2 separate regions of the Mus musculus genome follow, and region 2 is linked to region 1. A link is a contact called in public HiChIP or PLAC-seq data. All regions are on one chromosome and are shown on one strand. The core of a region is the stretch at or near the end of the contact, and the rest is flanking DNA. Distances in the headings are between cores, read along the strand shown.

What was found. HiChIP or PLAC-seq counts read pairs in DNA pulled down with a chosen protein or histone mark.
Region 2: a contact with region 1 is called in an H3K4me3 HiChIP or PLAC-seq map of embryonic stem cells, with 44 read pairs. The contact joins two enhancer-like sites. A contact is called at or near these places in 7 of 484 Hi-C or Micro-C datasets (bone marrow-derived macrophages, embryonic stem cells and nephron progenitors) and 14 of 115 datasets of contacts at active chromatin or transcription factors (double positive thymocytes, embryonic basal ganglia, embryonic hindbrain and 6 more).

The regions. Positions count from the first base shown.
Region 1 is chr12:117,444,184-117,451,656 of GRCm38.p6, forward strand. No RefSeq gene overlaps it. Among named protein-coding and RNA genes, the nearest start is that of Gm31482, 18 kb to the right of the region's middle. Within about 2 kb of position 3,333, at least 123 of the 459 cell types and tissues checked have an H3K27ac peak or open chromatin away from gene starts, as enhancers often do. A contact at or near this core is called in embryonic stem cells, where this site is marked.
Region 2 is chr12:117,680,354-117,687,826 of GRCm38.p6, forward strand. All of the region lies in intron 9 of Rapgef5 (Rap guanine nucleotide exchange factor (GEF) 5), which reads left to right. Among named protein-coding and RNA genes, the nearest start is that of Rapgef5, 150 kb to the left of the region's middle. Within about 2 kb of position 3,813, at least 17 of the 459 cell types and tissues checked have an H3K27ac peak or open chromatin away from gene starts, as enhancers often do. A contact at or near this core is called in embryonic stem cells, where this site is marked.

The DNA.
Region 1 (7,473 bases), core at 2,083-4,582:
TCTGTAAATGTTTGTCTGAAGCTGAAGGTCTAGTCGGCAAACCACCATTCATCATTCTGGGCCCTAAGCCACTAGTCACTTTACCATTAATTGTACTAAGTGACTTCTGTGGCTGCACACCACCAACACTCTGTCATCTTAATGCAGGTAATTAGTAAGTACCTTTGGTCCTTGAACATGTCCAAATGTGGTGGTTTGAATAAGTATGGCCCTCCTAAACTCATGTGTTTGAAAGCTTGGCCCATAAGGAGTGACACTATTAGGAGGCGTGGCCTTGATGGAGTAGGTGTGGTCTTGGTGGAAAAAGTGTGTCACTATAGAAGCAGGCTTTCACATCGCCTAAGCTCAAGCTATGCAGTCTTTTCCTGCTGCCTGTGGATCGAGATATAGAACCCTCAGTTCCTTCTCCAGCTATGGTCCTTCTCCAGCACCATATCTGCCTATGTGCCATCAAGCATCTTGCCATGATGCTAATAAAATAAACTTCTGAAATGATACGCCAGCCCCAACTAAGTGTTTTCCATTGTATGAGTTCCTGTGGTCTTGGTGTCTCTTCACAGCAATAAACTCTTAAGACACCAAGTTCCCATCATGTGATTTGTAAGTTCTTTAGATGAGCCACACCTCATTCTACTTCTTCTTTAGAATGGGTGGATGTGGTCACTGTCACATGCTTTTCTGTGGCCTTTTCTTTAATGTGATAGTATTACTATCTAAAATACAAAGTGCAGGGACCACATCTTGCCATACTAAATCTGCTCTCATGAATGTGTTATGGTGCTAACTCATCTTTTAGACAATTGAATCCCACACTCAATAGTATTTGCAGACAGAAGTAATTTTCTTACACCAGTTGATGACAGAACTTTGCCCCCCCCCCCCGCCCCCTGCCAAATATCATGGCAGTGGGCCTGACACTTGACAACCAACAGAGGTCAACTGGGAAAGTGAAATGCTGCTCAAGATGCTTCAGAACATTGTAGAGTTTTGGCCACTGTGGAGGCCTGAGGTAGCCAGGATCAGGCTTAAATGAGTTAAAGTTCTTCCTGTGCCATCTTTAAATCCAGGATTGTTCTTCACACATTTGCCTTAAATCAAGGAATGTAAAAAATAAGTCTTGGGTGCTTTCTGGAAAACGAAGCCGGAAGTCTTAATCCTAGCAAGGTTAAGACTCTCCAGCAAGTGGGGCTGGAGAGATGGCTCAGCAGATAAGAGCACCAACTGCTCTTCCAGAGGTCCTGTGTTCAATTCACAGAAACCACTTGGTGGCTCACAACCATCTGTAAGGAGATCTGATGCTCTCTTCTCGTGTGTCTGAAGACAGTGACAGCATACTCATACACATATAATAAATAAATCTTAAAAAAAAAAAAAACATCTCCAGCAAGTTCAAGGCTTGGTTTGGGTACACAGTATGTTTTCGTGAGACCCCGTCTATAGATAGATAGATAGATAGATAGATAGATAGATAGATAGATAGATAGATACATACATACATACATACACACATTACATACATACATACATACATATATACATACATAGGTAGGTAGATAGATAGATACATGCATACATATATACATACATAGATACATAGATATATAGATACATACATAGACAGATATAGATAGATACAAGCATACATATGTACATAGATACATAGATATATAGATACATGCATACATAGATACATATATATATACATAGATATATAGATACATACATAGATACATTATAGATTTATAGATACATACATAGATACATACATAGATAATCTTTTTTCATTCCAGATTCCCATTAGTTTAAGGAAAATTATACATTGAGTTTCTGCTGAGCACCAGTCACTGGCTCAAGGCTTTCCAGCTTTTCCACTCCTCAGAGCACCCTAATGGAGTGGGCAGCATTCCTGTTTCAAAGACACAGAAACTGGGGAGGTTGAATTTGAGGACTACCCTGGAGTTAGTCTCTCTCTGAAGTAAAGCCTGCATGTTCCAAACAGCTCTAACTCTGTCTCAAGATGTGCTTGTTAGAAAAAGCAGAATTCTGCACACGAGGTTGCTTTTCCACAAAATGATCGAGAGCAGTCTGCTCATCAGTGTCTGTAGAGAGTTGGGACAAGTGCCTCTCTGCCTTCAGTGTGAGGTATGATTGATCATCTGGGGGATTGTGAAAATGGATTGTTGAGCTCTCGTTCTCAAATTCAACATATAGATTTCTTTTTTTAAAAAATGTGCATGTGTGTGTTTGGGTGTATGTGCTTGTGAGTACAGTTGTCTGTGGTTGTGAGGCCAGCCAATGCCTATGTTGGGAACCAAACTACTGTCCTGGGGGCAGGAAACAGTTGCTGAGCCACCACTCCGTTTGCTTCTGGCTGAATATCTCACATTATGTCCTCGCTGATGCCTCTTTCCAAAGCACAGTCAGGATCAGTTAGATCTAGGTTGGAATTACAGACTCAAGGGCTAATTTTTGTTCCTGGCCTCTAGCAATAGAATCAAATCTCAGGGGCCAGGAACCAGCCTTCTGGGTCTATGTGGGGTGTTAGTTTGGTTTGTTAACAGTCCCACTCTGTAGCTCAGGCTGGCTGAGAAATCACTTATGTAACCCAGGTTGCTCCTGAACTCTCTCATAGACCCTCCTTTCTTAGCTTCTAGAGTGCTAGGATTAGAGATGTAAGACTCCCAACCTGGCGAGAGTCTTTTAAATAACTACCTGGCTGTTCTGCTCAACGAAGTGTGAATACTGTCATCCAATGGGCCTTTAAATTATTCTTTATCTCACATACAGCCTCATTTTTTAAATGATGCCTCATTCTGAGTGACAGCCATACTGCAGAACCATTTACAACTGACCATTAGCTGCTGTTGTGACCTGCCTCTGTGTTTAAAATGTCCACAAGGGATCTCTCAGCCCACACTTCATAAATAAAAACCAAGCGGGGGAAATGGAACTATTTATTCATTGATTGGTTTTTGAAAAGTCCTCCAGTTATAGCTTTTCCAGTTCATCAAGGGGAAAGAAGCTTCACTGATGATGAGTGGTTGTTTCATTCCACCCCAACAGAGTGAAATCAGGAGAGTGACGCCATTTCCCGAAAGCCACGCCCCTTCCTCTGTACCCCTCCCTCTTTTACCCTCTGCTGCTTTGGTTCCTTGGCCCTAGGAATCGGGAGTTGGGGGGGGGGGGGGAGCTACAGGCTGAAACTGGTGCCCTGCACTTGCAGCAGGGAGGCTGGAGCACTTCAGCTTCCACAGAGGTGGAGAGGTCACACAAAGCAACGTTCAAAGGCTGAGGGCCGGAAGCCAGCCTCATGCTGGGAGGTGCCCAGAAAGATGCAGGTGCTTCCCTCTTTGCGCCTGAGCAGCGGACTCTGAGGGACGCCAGCTGGAGGGGACAAGGAAGGGCATTTATAGTTTCCTTTGCCGCTGGCTCCTTCAAGCACCTCACACGGCACCAGGAGACGAGATGAGAGAGGGGTTGACACAGCTTGAAGAGTTCAGATATCAGTGGCCTGACCTGAAAGCACAATGGGGTTCGATGCGATCTTGCAGACAAGAGTCTTTGTCCTTGTATGGCTCAACTCTGCTGTTTTCCCAAGAGAACCTGTGCTGCTGCACTTGAAAACAATATGGAAAGATTTAGAAACTCCTTCAGCCCTGACCAGATATTCTCAAACTAGTTAGCCCCACCATCCAGGCGTCTGAGATGAACCTGTGCAGCAGAAACAAGGGCCCCTTTCTCCTCTCTGCTTTGGATCATGGGTCTCAAGCTCGACCAGTACAGTCGTCATTGTGGCTCCCTTGTACCGTGATCCCATCCAACCCGCAGGAAACGCACACCTTACAGGGCAGGCTGTACAATTGCTGGCTTAGTGGGAGCTGTCGTCATGTCCCAGCTCTCGTCTAATAGCTCAGGACCGTGAGTTTCCTGACCGTTTTTACATGGCCGTACTGTGTGCATAGCATAGCTCATCCACACCAAGTTCCTAGGTGAAACTCTTAAGTCTCCAGGGGGAAACCTACGTTTGGAAGGGTTTCGCTTGCTAGCTGGCAGCAAGCCTGAGATCAAAACTTGTTATTCAGAGTCAGAAGTAAAATTCCCGTGAGAGGCACAATCCACCCTATTGTTCTGCCTGGGGTCCTTGTGTCTCCTGTTGCCACGGTCTGCTAAGGCAGCCTCCAGGCTGATGGGACATTTTGTCTGTGGGCTTCCTCAGGATGGGTGGGTGTGATTCCCAAAGACACCTCCCTAAAAATAGAAGAGATTGCATATTTCATTTTACCCCCCCCCCTCTCCTTTTCTCCCCGTGCCAAAGTAGGCACAATAAGGGCACACAGGTAGGGTAACGGTAGAACCAGATCAGCAAAGACATTAATTGCCAGTTTTCACTGGGCCCTGCCCAGCCATGACTCACAGTGCGGAGAATGAGATAGGTGAATGAAATCACGAGTAAAAGGAGGATGTGACTACTCCTAAAGTATGGGGATATTTATTGTAGATAAAAGGGAGAAAGCAGGCAGAGGGAAGAAGAGTCCAGGCTGAACACGGCCAAGGGACCAAACCAGACGACGAGAAGAAAGGCAGAAAGGGAGAGAAAGAGAGTGGACCTGGACCTCAGTAAGAGGTGGCCCGGCCCAGGCCAAAATAGTTGAGTTATGTAGGTATCAGGCTGGGGCAAGGGAAACAGAAGCCCAGGCCCTGGGAGGGAGAGGTTTAGGGTAGGAAGTGGGGTGAGAAGTGTTGGGAGGAGCCACAAGTACCAAAGATACTGGGAAAGCTTGAATGTAAATAAATTATTCTTATTATAAATGTAAATGGTGAATTAATCTGGGGGCTGTATTTATTCACCTCATGCTAATCCCCAGTAACGTCCCAGGGGAAACAAGATTTATTTAAAATAAATAAATTTTATTTACCGTATTATCTGAGCAGTCAAATGATGTGCCTTAAATGTCTACCAATCTGGCTACCTCCCAGCCCCTTCCCACAATACCTGTATATTATTATTGATTTGCTTCTCTTGGACCCCTGTAAGACTCCGGGGAGCCTTAGCTTACCAGGGCCCAACCTGTGGTCTGAGAAATGCTAAGTAGCCCCTCCCTTCTGGATGGGTGAGTGTTTCATGACCTTCCCAAAGTTCTTGAGCTGACCTTTTCACCCCTTCTTCATGGCTCCAATTCCTCCATCTTTCTCACCCATCTGAATCTCCCTCTTTCCTTCCTCTTGCTAGTGGAACATCCCACTCTATTCTCTCTTCTGCCCACCCATTGGGTGGTCAGCATTTATTGATGAGGAAAAGAATAAGTGGTAAGAACAGTTTATACAAACTTGAGACAGGAGATTCTTTTTGTGTGTGTGTGCCTTTTTTTTTAAATTGGATATTTTCTTTATTTACATTTCAAAGGTTATCCCCTTCCCCAGTTTCCTCCCTCCTGGAAACCCCCATCCCATCCTCCCTTCCACCTACCCACCCACTCCCACCCCCCTGTCATCATTCCCTTATACTGGGGCATCTTTCGAGCCTTCATAGGATCAAGGACCTTTCCTCCCATTGATGCCTGACAAGGGCATCCTCTGCTACATATGCAGCTGGAACCATGTGTACTCTTGGGTTGATGGCTTAGTCTCTGAGAGCTCTAGGAGGTCTGGTTGGTTGATAGAGAGACAGGAGATTCTTGATATAAGCATTACAGTGCCAAGTCTGGATTGAAACTAGATATGATGGCAGAGAAATCAGCATTTGAATAACGCAAGGGTAAACTTTATAGTGTACAAAACAGGCCTTCGCTGGGAGGGACTACAGGTACTGAGGGATGCTGGGAGAGTTGAGAGGGGCCACAAGTACTGTGTTATATTGGAAGAGCTTGGAGGGGCTACAGGTAGTGAGACATGCTGGAAGAGCTGGCCATCGTGTTTGGTATGTTAATAGAAATCTCAGTCATTTGTCCCCAGCTCCTGAGACCTAGCACTAGGTACAGTTGACCTCAGGCACTACAGCCCTCTACTCCCACTGTAGTTACTGGGTGGGAGCCTCCAGGCTGCTGCCCTAGCCACCTCCCTGAACTGCAGGGCCTTCTGTTAGCATCCAGGCCTCTGCAGGGGCAGCATCCTATCCTCTGAGAGAGTAAACAGCCCCAGGGAAGCCTCCTTATCAGCAGGGTGTGGAAAGCACCTTTGTTTTCTTGCCTCCTTGAATTGGCAGCTGTGTGCTGTGTAAACAAGCCTGCTTGCTTAGGTCACTTGTCCCTAGGAAATCCTGGTTCCAACTCAGAGTCTATCACCTCTGGGGCAGGAAAGAAGGGTTTGGGAGCAACTTTCTCTGCTGCCACCTTTCCACCCGCATGGTTGGACTTGGCACTATTACTTTCTTTCTGTTTGTTCACCCCTTCATCTTTATTTATTCATTCAAAAAACATAATTGAGGACATTTACCCAGGAAAAGTCGCCTGAGGATGAGGGTCAGGAACACAGAATTCTGAAGTCAGGCTCCTTGGCCTCACATCTAAGGTTAAGGCAGTCTAGAACACAGGACTGTCTTGAATCACACAGGTCTTCCCCATCTCATTTTTCTTACCAGGAAATGAGGTATTTAGAAGTTAATAGAACTGCAATAGTTAAGCAATGCCCTGCACATACAGTAATTGCACATAAATCAGGAATAGCAGATCCTGCTCTCAGGAAAAATTCAGGCTGTGAGAAAAGAGTATGAACAATGGTGGCACAAGCTCATGGGCTGTGGCTAAACTGGTGGGCTGTGGCTAAGCTGGTGGGCTGTGGCTAAGCTGGTGGGCTGTGGCCGGATAAATTAGAGCATAACAAAACTAGTAAGAGTGTTACGGGGAGCTCACCAGAGAAGACCACTCAGAAATAGTCTTAGCCGATTGAAAGTCCTTATTCCTGTGGGCTGGGACTACTACTTAGGTATTCAGGACCCCCAAAACACACATCCTGTTATCTTGCAGCTACAGGGGGTGGCTTTGCCCAAGTGAGCAGCTTAACAGAAGCTAAGATAAACAGTTAGCTGGAAGGGGAGGTTTGCAGGAACAGGTAGTTTAACAGAAGCCAGGATAATTATCTGAGGCATCTTGATCTTGGGGTCCTAGAATAGAATAGTTGGGCAATTTTCCACGGAATTCTCCATCAAGGAGAACAAGTTCTAGTTAATCCTAAAATGGCTTCAACAATAATATGAGTTGGAGGAAACTCTACATTGTCTTGCCGTATCATAAAACTATTTACAGGATTCACATTCTACGATTAATACATTTGAAACTGATCCTTTTCTATGAGCCAACATATTTTTAATTGAGGACATACTCTCTCTTCATGTGCTGAATTGTTTAATAAGCGCTGAGTAAGTAAGGCTGACTAAAGGCTTTAATTTTTTAAAAATTATTTCTGTGCATGTGAACCTGTATGTAAATCTCTTACATGCAATGCCAATGGAGGCCAAAAGAGGGCGCCAGATCCACT
Region 2 (7,473 bases), core at 2,563-5,062, 240 kb after region 1:
GTTGTCTGTTGCTGGTTTCCGTGCAAGTCTCTCTAGTGAGAGTGGGTCACTCTGAGCTGGTAAATAACTCCTAGCCTGTTTGTCATGACCCTTGGGTTAGCCTGTCTCTCTGAGTGCCTCACTTCTGATGGTGGTCAAGGTAGCATAGTGGCTGCCGATATCCACCACCAGGGTAACCTGGTGCCCCCTGCCCCTGCCTCCTTGAAAGTGTCTCCTGCCATGTTTCACTTTAAAATCCACATCTGTCCACTCATCCTTTTTTATTCATGAATGTATTGAGTGACTGTTCACTGAGTGAGTGCAGCCTGTCGAGATCCTGCAGATTGTTGGAGTGCAAAATGAAGGTTCTATTTCAGGAAAGTTAATAGTTTGTGAAAGACAGGAAACTAACAGCTCTCTGGCGGGGGTGGGGGGGGTGAAGAGGGAGAGGTTCATATGGTTCACAGGGTCACACAGGACCACCAAATAGGACTGGAGGTCAAGGTCCTGGCTTTCTGGAGGTGAGACGAATCAAGCCAAGGCTGTGTGATGGAAGGATGCACAGCAAGCTGTTGACTGTAAACAGTGTACTTGTAAGTTAGTACCAGGATTGTTGTATCAGGAGCTCAAAGGGAAGTAGCTGAGACCAGTGCTCATCCTATGACGTCCTGGTGCCAATGCTGTCAGATTAGGGCACTGTTAACAGTTTCTGTCTGAAAGGTTCTCTCAGACTGTCCCACACCAGGTATGATTTTAGAGCAGTGGACCATGTGAGGGGAAATCTAGTTAGGGGAGAATGAAGTACAAACAGGAGGTTAGGAATACAAAGGCTTCATAACAGAGCCCACCGTCTGACACGTTCATGACCGCCAGCTGTTTTGGTTGTTCACAGACATAGACCTAAGGGACAACACCACTTAATGCTTGCCTTACCAGTGCTGAGATACCTGACCTCTTAAGCATTAGTTGCCTAGGAGCTTCGTTTGCTAGAACCCCTAGCACATGTGGAGTGGGCAGCTTGAACACTTCAGTTCAAACATGTTCTGTCATGCCCAGTGCAGGAGGAAAGGTCTGAGTGGAGGGTGAGTGGGAGCGTGAGAGCCTTACAGCAAGGTGACCTTGAGCCGTATGAGGCAGCTGGGGTCCCTCCTCTTTTGCTTGCTCATGGATTTGCATGCTCAGTACATCCTTATCAAGTGAATATCATGTGCCTGGCCCTGACCCATTCTTTAGAAAAAGGACAGAAGGCACAGTCCCTGTCCTTGGAATGCCATCATTTAGCGAAAGAGAAACAGAAAGTAGGTAACCAGAGGTCATACAGTCAGATGATGGGTGCTGGAATTGGATGTTTTTGGACATCTTATCTGAATGAGGGAGTTAGTGTCAGGAGAATTTTCAAAGAAGCAAACCTCCTTAGATGAGATGATAAATATGAATTTCTGCTTATAAGATGGTTTATCTCAGGACACAGTCAGAGGTTCTTGGCTCTCAAAGCCCATAATCTGAGCCTCTAGGCAAGGGCTCTTACAAAGCATTCACTCACAGGGCATCAGAGATGTGCTGTGCCTGGAGAAGCCAGGGCTGCTTACAAGAGCACCTGGGATGGGAATTGGGAATAGTGGAAACAATCAAGCTAAGGGTCATGACCCTTCCAGCAGGCTGAGAAATGCATCTGTCACCACTTTTTCTTGGTCATACTGTAATGTATGAAAATGCAAATGTAACTAGAAATTTGGCTCAAATAAAATTAAGGCCTCCTAAACTGTGAACACCCGTTCTCCTTCCCTTAAAAAAAAAGTATATTTACAACTCTATATTTTCAATCTGTAAATACAAATACAATTGTCCATATAAATAAATGGGGGGAAAAAACCCCACAGGTTTGATGTAGAAGCACAAGAATCTGAGCATGACCATGGAAGTGAATCTAGGTCATTTGAAGGTGGTTGTTCTGTTGTGCTTTCTGAATTCAAGTTCCGGATAGCAGTATAGTCGAACTGAGTAAAATCATCAATGTTGTTCATCCAGAGAATGGATCAGGCATAAGGAATTGGGGCGGGGGGTGGTGGTGGGGGTGGACCTTAGGAGCCCTCATCTGTTTTCTTCCTCCAGAAGGCTCTTTGCAGGAGACCATAAGCCTCAGCACTCAATTCCACTCTTATCACACAGGCTCCCCCACTGTCATCTGAGGACTACTTACTACTTGCATTTGTGCCTCCTCTTCTTCTACTGTCTCCAGTAATGTGCCCATGGGCAGAACTCTGAGGAGTCCACTTAGCTACTTGCCAGAGCTCCTTGTGCCATCCCTGAAGTGGGAATGAGATCAGATCTGGGATTAAAGTGTGTGTTAGAGGGTGAGGACTTCCCTAAAGAAGTAGAAAAGAACATGGTACCTCCTGCAACGTAAGCCATCCATACCCTCAACCCATCTCCCAAAGCCATTACTCCTCAGAGTCCATGCCACTGGCTTGGTCCTCTGGTCCTCACTCCAGGATGCTGTCCCATTTTCCTTGAAGGACTCGTTGTCTGGCTTCTGCCTTCCCGTCATACTCATACGCCTCATGCCCCTCTATCACTGACAGGAATGCCTGACACTTAACACCTTACCAATAAGTGCTTTTTCTCCAAAACTCCATTGTGCCATCTCCTTTATCACTCTAGTTCCAGGGCAGCATGAGACCCTGTTAACCTCATCAGAGACCACCTCCAGGACCACCCCTGCAGGTGACTGAATTGGCCTCATTGCTGTTGTGTACGCATCTTGAGACTTCATGCTCTAGAAGGGGATCCTAGAGAAAGAGTTACAGGAAGGTACTCCGGGATTTGACCTTGGAAAGATCCCAAGGAAGTGAGGCTTTGCTCTGGATTACTGTCTAGAAACTAGGGTAATTCTGTGACTAAGTCTTATCCTCCCAACAGAGAATGCAGGCTAGGGCAAAGAAAGAGCAGCAGGTAGCAGACAGGCTTTGGGGGATTTTGTGGGTTGAACAATATTCATTCTTCATTCGGATATAATAACTAAAAGGCTGCATTTTTGTTTTGACCCGCTGTGATTATTTAGTGACATTGTCTGCTGTTGATTCCCTACAAAATCGTGTAGAACAGAACATTAAGGTCTGGTTGTAACTGCCAGCTCAGCTCCCATGTGTCAGGGTCTAAAATTGTGGCTTGGGGCAGCACAGGGCTTTTTCTTTCTTACTCAGCTGTCAAGGGCAGCACAGGGCTTTTTCTTTCTTACTCAGCTGTCAACACAGAATACTTTTGTGACCAGATATGTGTGAGGGGGTCCCCTACCAACCAGAAAAATGGTCAGTTCTGTAGTGATCTAAGCTCAACTACCCATAATTCAACTGTATATGACACTGTCTACCAGGGAGTAGCATCAGACCCTGTAGGCTGAGCCCCAAAGTTTGATGCCAATCAGGAGCTTCAGGCTGTTTTATCCATGCTTCTGATCTATTGGCTGTACATTGGCGTTTCCACAATCTACCCCTTTGGTTCCAGTCATTTTCTAAAGTGGCTTCAGAACCCAGGAGATACATTTACCAGTTTATTGTAAAGAATATTTTAAAGGACACAAATGAACAGCAAAGGCATATGTCCTAGGTACAACTGCTTTCTGTGCAGCTGGGATGCACTGCCTTCTGGACAGGTGGATGGACCCTCACTCACTTTCCCAGAAACCCTTGAACTCGGTCCTTCATACCGAGTTCCTTATGCATGCATAATTGATTAGGTCATTGGGCCTTGGTGACCACTAAAACCTTTAGGGATGAGGACAGGGGCAGTGAGCCCTCTGAGCAGGTGGTTGGTTTCCTTAGCAACCTGGCCTCCTATGGTGGGGTTATTTGGTGACTTTCCCCACTGTGACCTCATTAACATAAATTCCAGTTGGGCATGTGGAAAGGGATTTGTTTTAAATGAAAAAAGTTGCCTTCTTCCTTTGTAATTCTGGACCTGTTCAAGCTGCTTCAAGGGATCAAGGACAAGAGGCTAAAAGCTCAAACCAAAGACGCTTTTAGTGCACTAACCACTTAGGAAGTTGTCAGCATTGTAGTAAATCTGGAACCTAGGACCCAACCCAAAGTACTGGTGTCATTCAGGGGCCTCTGTCCCTCCCCTTAGTCTTCACTACTCAGAACTGTGGAGCCTTTGCTCCCTTGAATAAAGCCTATGCTGTTAGCCCATGTGGTTGATGGTCAGCAGCCCTCAGTTTTCACAATGGATCTGCCCCTTCAGACACTCTGTGATGAAGGGCTATTTTCCTGATGTGCCTGATCCCTGGGTCCTCTCCCCACCCTGGCTTCTGATAGCTCCCTGTGTATTCCTTACCCTGGATGGGCTTCATCAGTCACTCATTTCCGTTAAGGCTCCTAAGCACTTAGAGCAGCAAGAAAGTCATAAAACCACAAATGTCTTTTCTAGCCTCAGCAGTTCACAAAGCCGCCGGGCAGTCTTTCTCTTCATAACTGGTTCGTCCCCTGCTGCATCCCTGAGGCCACTTTTCCAGTAATGTCTTATTTAGGCTACCAACCTCACCACACACCCCTCCTCCAGAGGCTGCCTCAGTACCAGTGTACTAAGAAACCATTGCATATGATCTCTCCAGCTTGTTTCTGCTTCACTGAGCTGTCGGATTCTATCTGAAAGGAAGAGGACTCTGTTGTAGCCTGATCCTGCATTTGTGTTCTGTGTTCCTACTCAGCAAGGGCCACAGTGTCTTCAAGCTCCCCAGCCCTACACATTGAAAGTCTCAGGTTGCCCTGAGACTTCCACACCATCTCCCTCCTTTCCTTAACACTCCTCCGTCCCACTCCCCCTCCCTCCCTTCCCCCCTCCTCCCTTCCTTCCTCCTTTCTTCCCTCCCCCTCCCTTCCTCCTTCTTCCCTCCCTCCCTCTCTCTTCCTTCCCTCCCTCCCTCCCTCCCTCCCTCCCTCCCTCCCTCCCTCCCTCCCTTCCTTCCTCTTCTGCCTCCTCCCTCATCTGTGAATTAAATGTAAAGTTTCAGAGCTTTCTTTACCACTAAGCTATATCCCAGGCCCCCTTTCCAAGCTTCAGTCAGTGTTTTGGTCCTTGCCTCAGGTTGGCTTGAACATGTGATCCTCCTGCCTTAGCTTCCAGAGCACCTGGGCTATGGCTCCTCCTTCTTACCTCTTGCCCCAAAGTGATGCCAGCAGATCTTTTCTTAGGCTTGTCAGTTTGAACATCAATGGGGCAGGCTCTTCCCTGGACCTCCTGATGCTGTTCCCTGCTCCTCCTTCCAGCTCCTCCTGGCTCACCAAGTCCTCATCTCCTTGTAACTTCCCAGAGACTGTTGCTATCAGCCTTCATCTCTTACTGTGTTGTTCCCATTAAATCTCATTTCCTAGTTTCCACACTTGTCTTTCTCCCTTAACTTTATCAACTGCCAAGATCTGAATTATTAACAAACTTGTCTCTATCCTTGGCCTTTGTGCAAAAAACTGTGTTTTCCTTCTAACTGCCTGGTAAATATCTACAGTATTCCATCCTGTCAATACTCAAACATCAGCTGTCATTCTCAGTCTCTTAGGCCACTTATCTTTGACCACCAAACCCCGTGGCTTCCACTTGCCTTGGTCCCCTGCCCTTAGCATCACCTGAGGATGTGACCAAGCTGTGCTTCTGATTTCCTGGTACCAGATAACTTAGTTCAGAGCAGAGTTTGTCTTCTTTGCTTGCTACTTACTGTCCAGCAGGGTGTCCTACCCAAAGGAGGCCCTCTTTGTTTGCTGCATAACAACTGTCAATTACAAGTTTTAATGCTTCTGTTTCAAGGATGATCTGTCATTGAACATATTTTCCACCATTAGTCCTAATTCTTATTTTTACCCTAGCAATTTCTGAAATAAAGATTTAATGCCCCAGCTCGATGGTGCTGTTTCCTCTTTTTCGGGAAAAGGAACTGGGGACAGATGCCGAGATTCGGGTGCATCGATTTAGTCCTCCTTCATAGACGGTTATAACACAAGGGAGTCTTCTGTTTTCACAGCAGGTTTCAATAATTTACATTTTCCCTTGCTCATTGATTTTTCTGCTTCTCCTCTCCCTTATTTTTAACAGGTTCCAAATGGAACCTATTACAGTGGCATAAGATGCTATTGATAGTATATCAATCCGACTCAGCTATTCTCCTGCCCAGTAAAGTATGACTGCTGTGTGCACAGCCATGTCATACATATCACTTACACAGACATTAGCAAAGTCCTGCCCATCCATATGTATGTGTGCAGCCTGCAGAAGTTAATAATGCCATATATCACATGCACATAGGATGTAAAATGTACTTCAGAATGACAGTGGCTCATATAAGATGAATATTGGCTTACGATTAGAGGGAGCTGGGGAAAGACTTTGCCTTCTCACATCTGTTCTTTCAAATAATAGAATTATTTGTCTGATTCCACGTGTCTCGTACCAGCTTTCTTCTCCCCCCCCCCCCACCTTTGCACCATGTATGCCCCTCTCTCCAGCCACTTTAGTTCACTTCAGCCACATGGATAACAAAAGAACTGCTTTGGAGAAATGAAAAGATAGCAATTACACATTGGTATTCATGTTACAGGAGTCACACTGGCCTCCTTGGGGAGTTGAACAATGAATATCCAGCATTAATTGCCACAGACACCATGTGTCTGACCTTGCTGAAACATAATACATCAGTTCTACATAGCAAAATTATTTGTCCATACGAGATCTTAAAAGAATGAACATACAATTATACTGCTGTTTTCCAGGATCACCAATATTGTTTGCCTTTTTTAAAAGAAAAATCCAGGAAGATTTACATTTTCTTAGAAATTAGGGGTTGAGGACACAGTCTCATTTTTCTGTGGGTGATTTGCTGATATTGGTACCTTTCTAGTCTTTTAAAAAGAGAATAAATACACTGATCAGTGATGGGCCTATAGAAGCAATTACACAGCACAGCACACGATAAGGCTCCTTTTATCCACACAGGAAAGAGAGCAGGGTATCCTTCTCTGTGTCTGCACCTAGTTATAGGTAGGATCTTGTCAGCAGAACGGTGCTAGCTAGCACAGAGCTCCTTTGCAAAGAGTTGACATCTTTCAGAGGAAGCTGTCAACTTTTCTTACTCTAACCTTGGGTTTTGTTTTGTTTTTTTCCCAAGTCATCAGCAACATAGAAGATAGCCTTTCTTATTTGCCTTTTAATGTTCTTTTACTGACTCTGGCTGTCTTCCTATGACTGGGTGCTACACATTGGGAGAGTTTTATAGCAAATGCTGTGAAAGTTTGTACCCATGGCTTAGACTTGGGTCTGTACTGCTGGGTCAGCAGGGACTGTCCCCTGACTGAGCCAGGTCAGACAGACACATTGGCTCTGCTCTATGGAAGCTGTGTGTGCAGAAATGAATGATAGTTAAGCTCCTAGACTCTTTTAAAAGGGACAGAGATGAAGAAAGTCAGTGCAGTGGCCCATGACGTCAGAACTTCAGCTGGGATGAGATTCTAA